2 separate regions of the Mus musculus genome follow, and region 2 is linked to region 1. Evidence: chromatin contacts called from public Hi-C data. All regions are on one chromosome and are shown on one strand. Each heading gives the region's core, a stretch centred on a gene start, on an enhancer-like site or on the middle of the called end of the contact. The rest is flanking DNA. Distances are from core to core; before and after follow the strand shown. Region 1 overlaps Gnas (GNAS (guanine nucleotide binding protein, alpha stimulating) complex locus). Region 2 has its middle 46 kb from the start of Gm14616.

The links. A called contact is a pair of places that touch in the nucleus more often than the background predicts.
Region 2: a Hi-C map of the N1E-115 cell line shows a contact between it and region 1, with 4 times the contacts expected there. The contact joins two enhancer-like sites. A contact is called at or near these places in 1 of 39 promoter capture datasets (cranial neural crest), 2 of 484 Hi-C or Micro-C datasets (the HPC-7 cell line and the N1E-115 cell line), 7 of 115 datasets of contacts at active chromatin or transcription factors (craniofacial prominence, embryonic basal ganglia, embryonic limb bud and 4 more) and 2 of 9 other capture datasets (adipose tissue and embryonic stem cells).

Annotation. Positions count from the first base shown.
Region 1 is chr2:174,332,231-174,336,287 of GRCm38.p6, reverse strand. Gnas (GNAS (guanine nucleotide binding protein, alpha stimulating) complex locus) reads right to left here. Exons shown (of 12, transcript NM_010309.4): 2 at 2,004-2,076. Among named protein-coding and RNA genes, the nearest start is that of Gm30189, 6.9 kb to the right of the region's middle. Within about 2 kb of position 2,062, at least 54 of the 459 cell types and tissues checked have an H3K27ac peak or open chromatin away from gene starts, as enhancers often do. A contact at or near this core is called in the N1E-115 cell line, where this site is marked.
Region 2 is chr2:174,808,138-174,812,317 of GRCm38.p6, reverse strand. No RefSeq gene overlaps it. Among named protein-coding and RNA genes, the nearest start is that of Gm14616, 46 kb to the left of the region's middle. Within about 2 kb of position 2,822, at least 18 of the 459 cell types and tissues checked have an H3K27ac peak or open chromatin away from gene starts, as enhancers often do. A contact at or near this core is called in the N1E-115 cell line, where this site is marked.

The DNA.
Region 1 (4,057 bases), core at 813-3,312:
TTTTCTTCTGGCATTAAACTTCAGAAAGTTAGCTCTGTGTTAGGAAAATCTACTTTGCCCTCTGTATTTCTGAAGGTCAAATAAATATTATGTTCTACTCTCGAAAAATGTAGTGGTAGGCAGGCCATGGACAGTTAGGACACATTTAATAGCTCTGTCCAAGAACTGAGAGCGGGACTGAGGTGAGGGTCAGACGGAGCCGCTTTTACTGCTATACCACAGTGAGAGAACCATCGTTCGACTGGGTCAAAATAAGGAATCCAGCCCCCCATGGAGGCCTGAATATCACTTTCTCAGGCTAAATTTAACATCTTGGAGACCCACAAGGAAGGCAAACTGCGAAGGCTTCTTCCTCTTTTCAGAGAGAAAATAGAAATGAGAAGTCCTGGTTTAGAATCCTCCACCACATTAACACTCAGGGAAAACTAATATTAAAAAGTAAGATTTTAGGGAAATTTGTGAAGCAATTAAGCCTCAGGGATGACACGGCTCTCATCAGGTTAGACAATGGCTACCGCATTTTAAAAGCTGCTTAGCAGCCTCCTCCAGCTTTCACCACGAATATTTTTGAAGAAATATTTGCTTAACCAGCCTCATATTGAAGAGTCCCTCACACCTGGGGCAGGGTGTTATCTGGGTTCTTTTTTGTTGACTGACAGGTGCCAATCTCCTTGTATAGACTTCTTGAGAGAGGCATATCAGGAATCAATAGTTCCAGAATTTGTGTCTGATAGGCAACAATGAATTATTTAATAGATTATAGGTACAAAGTAGTAATTGAGTCAATCCTAAAGCCAGTGAGCTAGCCCCCCTCCCTTCTGCATATTAACTAACTATGAATTTTGGGGCTGTAACTTAAGGAGCACACACGGACCCAAAGCTTTCATGTGGCTGATGTCATCTTGTTTTTTAAACCGGATTAGTTAAACTAACAAATTCTAGAAGTTTCCATGAACATTCGCTTGTGGTACCCTGAAAGGTGCTGCTCAATTTTGTCTCCCCAGCACTCGGTGCATGGTAGGGGACAGAAGCTGGTCCCCCTCGCTAGGGTCAGCTAAGTCCCTGACCCTTGCTGTTTCTTATCAGCACTGAGAACAACGGGGGCCAAGGGGAAAGGCCAATTCCTTACTGATTGGCTGTCTCCTCGGTCTGCATTCTTCATGGAAGGCAGGACCCCTTGCTTGCCATGTATCTGTCTCTTTTTAAGAAAAATCGTCACTCTCACTGTGGTATTGCCTCGCCATATTGTCTTAAGCCAGGAAGGTCATTTCAAAGGCAAAACAGCTCCTGGATTGGGCAGAAGTAGCTAACTCCCTGTCTCTGCGCCATTTTCATACCTCCTTTTCAGTTGTTCAGGTAGAAGTATTGATTTTTTTTTTTAATTAGAGAAATAAGTCTCTGCCTATCCCACCAATTCTGAAGCAGGGAGGGACTCGGAAGCTTAGAGCCTGTCGGCAAGGGTTGTGGATTCCAATTTTTAAGTGAAGATGTAACTGAAAAGATGTTTTCCTGAGAGTACAAAACCCTACACCAGTTGACTCCAGTGAAACCTGCAGGGTGGTGGGTGGGAACCTCCTGTGCTGGCCAGCTCTGGCTGGCCAAGGGGTGGCCAAGGCCCGTCGGCCATGTTGGAGCTGCACTGCAGCAGGCGAGGCTGCGGCCGCAGAGGACCTGGCCTCAGAGACGCTGTCACCCGGCCAAGTGCTGTTCACTGTCCTCTGCAACCAGGCACCATGTTCCAGCGCGAGGGGCTGCTTTGGGTGGACACCGGTGCTTCTACTCTTATTCCTATTTGTTGCCCCAAAGGTTGAGAAGGGTGTGGGGGTGCACCCATCAGCTCTTTCTTGGGCTGTCTAATATGCAAATTAGAAAAAAATGATTAGTGGCAATTAGCAGCTGTGCTTTCTAGAGGTTAGTATACACTCCTTCAAACGTCCTGTCTCCTGCAGGCCAGGTCCATACCACCTGTCCTGCTCAGTGCCCTGCTCAGATTTGACACTTACTCTCCGTTAAACCCATTAACATGCAGGATCCTCATCTGCTTCACAATGGTGCTTTTGCCAGACTCTCCAGCACCTGAGAAAGGAAAGTGAGGGCGTGGGTTAAGAAACAGGCTTGTCACACTTCACCTGGATGATGGCCTTGGAAAGCAGCAGAAGCAGCACACAACAGACACACAATGACACAACTGCAAACCTCCTTCACATGACGACGCAGTGAAAAACAACAGACACATCCAACATAGCATCTACCTGAAGTATCTCACCATAGAGTAACAAGCAAGAATTAAGGGCTCTGCTGTTTTTAAATAGCTTTTTTTTTCCCTTTTGAGTTTTGTTGTTGTTGTTTTGTTTTCTCTTTGGGTTTTTTAAACTCATGAGGCGATGAAGGAATGACGTAATTGTCACTGGAAGGGTGAAAATTTTAAGTCAAAACTGTGAATTTAGTATTGAAATGTGGTCAAAGGTACTCTATGCAGCAGCCACCTAATTTCCTGTTTGTTAGTCATTTTATGGTTAAAATACTTAGGAATGGCAGACAATGCCTAGACACTGCAGTCTCCCACTATCACGCCCCGCTGCAGCACCTCCCTCCCAACGCCACAATGCAGCTGCTCTCAAGCATGCTTCAGGTCCACCCTAAAACCACAGGGCTACACTGTATCCACTGTATCCACTCCCTTCCCCTGCAAAAGGAATCTTTCTAAAGATACATTTTTCTCTGGATACAACCACCATGTTGCAGAGGGAAATGGTAGACCATCAATTATCTGTCAGCAGCAGAGGGGCGGGAGCGGGGGGCGGGGGAGCAAAAAAAAAAAAAGCAAAAAACAAAAAATAAACACATTTCGTTATCAAACATGGCACTTGAGACCTCATGAGCATCAGGCAACATGCAACTTCAACAGTACCAAGAGTTTAAAAAAAAAAAAGGATAAGACTTTAATTATATGCACAAATATTCCTGGAAGGTCCTGAATAAGAAGATTCTAGGCTTTCCCCAACTAAGGAAGTAAATAGGAACACAGGCCTCCATTTTAAATCACCTTTCTTTCTTTCTTTCTTTCTTTCTTTCTTTCTTTCTTTCTTTCTTTCATAGGTAGTATTTGGAGGACCCTCCAGCCCCACCCCATTTCCACCAAGTTTCTGCAAATGTACTCTTCAGCCCGTATTCCCTGTGGGAATGGTTTTTCCCCTCCTCCCACAACAATCTAATTTTTAAAAAAATCTTGTTCTTTTTCTCCATATTGTTTCTGTTTTGGTGCCCAGATAGAAAGGCATTCACTCCCCCACCCTATTCAGTTCAACACTCCCCCTCCCCGAAATTCTCCACCCCTCCATTTCTTCACCCCTCCTCTTTTCCACCCCTCCACAAGTCCATAAGCAAGATTTGTAAAAGTTAAAATTGGTTTCCACAGCAGCATTGATTTCAAAGCAAACACCATCCTAATGAGCAAAATTCTCATAAATTAAATATAAAAGGCAATATTGGGAGGCTTCCATGAAGGAAACAGAGGACTCATCAGGTCCCTCAGCACTCCACCCTCAGAAATGGGAACATTTGTGACACCAGGTTTTTTTCAGAGACAGAACTAGATCCGTGCCTCAGTTTCCACTTTTGTAAGAATAGAAAACTGGGCTGAAAAATAACTGCCAGGCTTTTGTTTGTTTTGTGGTTCTGCAAATTTACTTAATTTACCTGATAGAAGTTAAAATGGGTTAAAGAAAAGGAAGTTGGGGGTATTAAGTTTCCTTTGTGGGTAATTATTTCATTTTTAAGAAATGTAAAATGTCGCCAATAGCCAGGGCAACAGATTTCTGTGCCAAAGGTCATCAATTAATTGTGGCACAATGCAGCCATGTAGACCAGAGACTTGAAAGGAGGCAAGGTGGGCTCAGAACTGCAGTCTCAAATAAGTGGGGACATTTGAAATCACTGTAAACACACACAAAAAAAGATGTTAGGAATTTGATGTATCATTAACATCATAGTGAACTTAAATAAGCACTCATATGAGCAAGAATGAACCATACAGAAGATTCTAGATGTTTCCAGG
Region 2 (4,180 bases), core at 1,573-4,072, 480 kb before region 1:
CATGGCCAGCATTAACTTCATCATTACCATCGCCATTGCTAATGTTTTATAGAGTCTTTGCTGCGAGACAAGTACTGTCAATCAAATCGATCCTCACAGGACTCCTCTGTGGTGGTGCTGTGCTTAGCATTCCATACTGCAGAGCAATGTAGAAAGCGCTGATTCTAGGTCTCAGATCCCATAGCACCACACTGGAAGACTAGCAGCTCTGCCCTGACCCTCACCACCCTACCCTGCCCTTTCTGGCTTACCGATAGCCGTAGATCCAGGGCCAGATGACCACTGTGTGTAATCTCGCAGCAGCCGTAGACCTGAGTTCTCACATGGGGTCCAACCAGCCCTTAGTGGGTTACTGAGGTTTCCAGAATCGTAGAGCCTGCCACCAAACTCTCCTGAAAGCAACATTCCCACTCTGGGATCCTGCCTCAGTTCCCTCTTGTGTGGTCAACTCCCTCTCCCAAGGACTGCCTAAAGCATGCTCACTGCTGGTCCTGGTGATACCCAAGCCCACACCCATCTAAGAAGGAGAGAAGCTAGATTCCCCACCACTCCACACCCTAGAAGTTCTGTGTCACTTAGACCCCAAGGCAGGGCTGCTTGATGCTGGAGGCTCACAGGATCATCCTTACCACCATCCTGTTTCTCTTGCATCCTCCCCTCCCCACACTCCTCTAGCTGTAGCACCAGGCCAGGGGACCATCAAGTCAGGCAAGGGGGATCTGTGATGTGCAGCACGGCCTAGTTCTATCCCATAGCCAGAGCATCCTGGGCAGACTTTCCCCTGACATCTCCAGGAAGCCAGATTCTAATGCTCATTAATTTATAGAATGAATCTCACTTCAGGAGAGATCATAGCAGCAAGGACCCAGCTTTCTACACGTGAGACTGAACAGACAGGAAATCTGAAAGATGACCTTGCCACATTGTGATGGGAAGTTTTGATTAGTGAAGCTCACTGCTGGGTGTGGCTATGTGGAGCTTTTCCTGAGAGGTTTACTTGGAGAAGGAAAACCTACCTTGAAAGTGGGAACCATCATCCAGTGAGCTGGGGTCCTAAATTGAATAAAATGAGAGTTATCAGAATGCAAGTTAAGCACAGATGTTCTCCTTACTCTCGTTTCCTTGTCTTCAAGATGTAAAGGGTATCGGGCCCATGCAATGCCACTGTTAACACCGCCACACCTTCACCGCTCTGATGGACAGCTCCCTCTCACACTGTGAACCTTAGACAACCTGTACCTCTTAAGTTGCTTCTTTCCAGGTGTTTGGGCACCCGAGAAAGCCAATATACAGCCAGAAAAGGCAAAAAGTACTGCTGGATTTTCTCCCAAATAGAAGCAAACACTTGGAAATGGTGGCATGCAGTGATTGAATAAGTAAATGGGCAGGGAGAAGACACACAGTCCACATGATCTCAGCAGTGTGCGCAGACATTCTGTCCACAAGGATTCTAAGAGAAGTTGTTTTCCTCCTGGGGCCTCGTGGTGATCTCCTTCTCAGAGCACTGACCTCATTCAGGCCAGATCTGCCTGGGTGTGTGAGGCCCGAGGAAAGGGAAGGGTGTCATAGGCTCGGGGAGCTGAGTGGGCTAGGACCGAAGCAAGGGAAGAGTGCCTTGTAGAGGCAGCATCCAGAGGACCAGAAACATGACTCAAGACAGGAAGTATGGTAGGACAATGAGAGAAAGACACCAGTGGTGACACACCCACACACAGGTGTGAGGGATGACTCTGGAAACCCCCAGACAGCCAGGCTCTGGGGATAAATTGCAAGAGATCCTAACCCTCCTGTGGAGGAACTGAAGAAGGGGGATTCAGCACCCATCAGCTCTCCCAAGAGATGACAACACTCTTGCCATCTCTTCTTGCATGTGGCAGGACCAGACATGGGCTTCCATAAGGCTTCACATTCAGGCAATGAGCTGCTGTCATGGTTTGTGTCATCAAATATCCTGATTTGAATTTGTGTTTCAACCTCAGTGGCTCATCAAATAGCTGTTTTTTGTTGTTGTTTTGTTTTGTTTTGTTTTGTTTTTTAAATCCTGAAGGCCATCAGGATGCTGAAGTAGAATCTGGAGGTCAGCAAACCTATCACTTGCCTAAGTCACTTGCCTCTCTGGCCCTAATGTTGCCTAAGTATTGGAAACTCTGCCCCACACCATTTCTTTGGGATTTCCAGAACCCTGCAGACATAAATAATGTCTATTCCACCCAATCACAAGGCAGTGTTTGTTCCATAAAGTTTGTCTTGGGGAAACTATGTGTCTGTAGTGTTTGTGTGAGAGAGAAGTTGCCTGCAGGAGCGTGGGGGATGCTAAAGCAGGCACACCTCCCAGTCTTCATCCAGCAAGGAGGGCAGCTTTCTTCCTCTGACCCTCTCCAGACTATGTACCCTAGCATCTCCCGAGACACCCAGGCCATGGGCAATTAGGACAACATTTTGTACAAAAGACTAAGAAGCGTGGCTGCAGACTCAGGTGAGGATCCAATGACCTCAACCCCTCCCCCCGCCCCCCAGGAAATATCAACAGTCAACAAATCCGATCAATCATGGAGCCCAGCAGCCATAGTCCATCTGATGGGCCGTTGTGCTTGGAGGACCACATTCCACAACACACGGGATAGTAGCAGAGGGGGCTCAGACTCTATTCGGGGGTCTCTCTGCTTCAGAATATATCATCCATCAGATGTGCTGGGCCGCTGGCCTGTCCATTTGCCACTCGACTTGATGCCATTAAGAAAGTCTCTAGATGGATCATTGTTTGGCTGGCTCTGGAATCCAACAGGCTCTGACCCCACATCTGGAAGCTGTCAACCTACAGCTGCCCCACCCCCAATCTGATCTCATTAATCTTGAAACAACAAGGGAGGGGAGACCATCTGTACCAGGATGGTTTACATTGGAAGTTAATTCTCAAAAGCATAGCTTTTCTGACCACCAAAGGGTGTATCAGTCAGACGAGGGCTAAGACAAGAGAGACTCACATCTTCTTTAGTCCAGGGACCCTGCCCCAGGCATTGTCAGTCACAGAACAACACACTGTTATTAAAGCCCCTTTGAAGAGATAATACTCCTCACAGATGGGCAGGTGTGAGACACTGATGTCAACGTGTCCTTTCTTTTGAACCTTCATCTTAGGTTCAGCCATCACCCCAAAGCAAGAACCCTAGATCCTAGGACAAAGCCCTCATCTTGGTGACGCAAACACCTCTTTACTCTTCCACACCTGCGAGTTCTATTGAAATCTCTCCTGCATAGCTTCCCCTGCATTCCAAGGTTGCACCCTGACCCCTTTCCATTGCCTGGCTTGCTCCCCATCTTCTACAACCAGCAGGTCACCCACAGTTCTGTCTCTGTGACCACTGCATCATAAACATTCAGCACCATTTGGTCTGTGCACCTCCTGGCCACAGGGCTTTTGCACCTCCTGACCACAGGGCCTTTGCACCAGCTATTGTTGCTGCTTGGCACCTCTGACTTTCTTGGCTGCCTTTCCAGTCACAAAGACAGGGGCATCAGTTCCACTGGCTCCCCTCCTCTAGACCCTATGCTATCACATATCTCCAAGAGCAATCCTTATCACAATGGCCATCTGGTGGGAAACCCTTCTCTTTCTGCTGAGCACAGATCAGCAGGTATGCACACATGCTTCCTTACAAGCAGTACAGGCCACTGCATTTGCAGGTCCCGTACAAAATGAAAGTGTAGGGGGTCTTTGCCCAAAATTATGGACACCATAGTGAAGAACAAGCCTAGTGTGAGGATACCTCAGAACCAGGTTCTGCGTGAATGCACAGGCCACCCATTCCAATGGAACCCCTGTCAGGGTCCTAAACCTTAGCTGTGAATTTAGGTCTTGTGACATCAACATCTACCTATGCACTCTAACACATTGTCCAGCCTTCAGTGGCTTGAAACAACAGTGAAGAATCCGCTCACGCTGTGAAGGTCACAGTCCACACGAACACTTAACTCATTGGCTCTCCAGCCCTGCTGTGATGCTCTTGGAGTCTGCTGGGAAGAATGGGAATCTGAGCATTCTATTGACTTGGGTCACAAGACTGAGGTTGAAGTCTTTGCTGGCAGTCCCTTAGGGCCTGATCAGGTCCTAGCAGCTGTCCGTAATTCACACCCAGGTGGCATTTGTCTTCAGAGCCAGAACAGGCATTGTCGAGTGTCA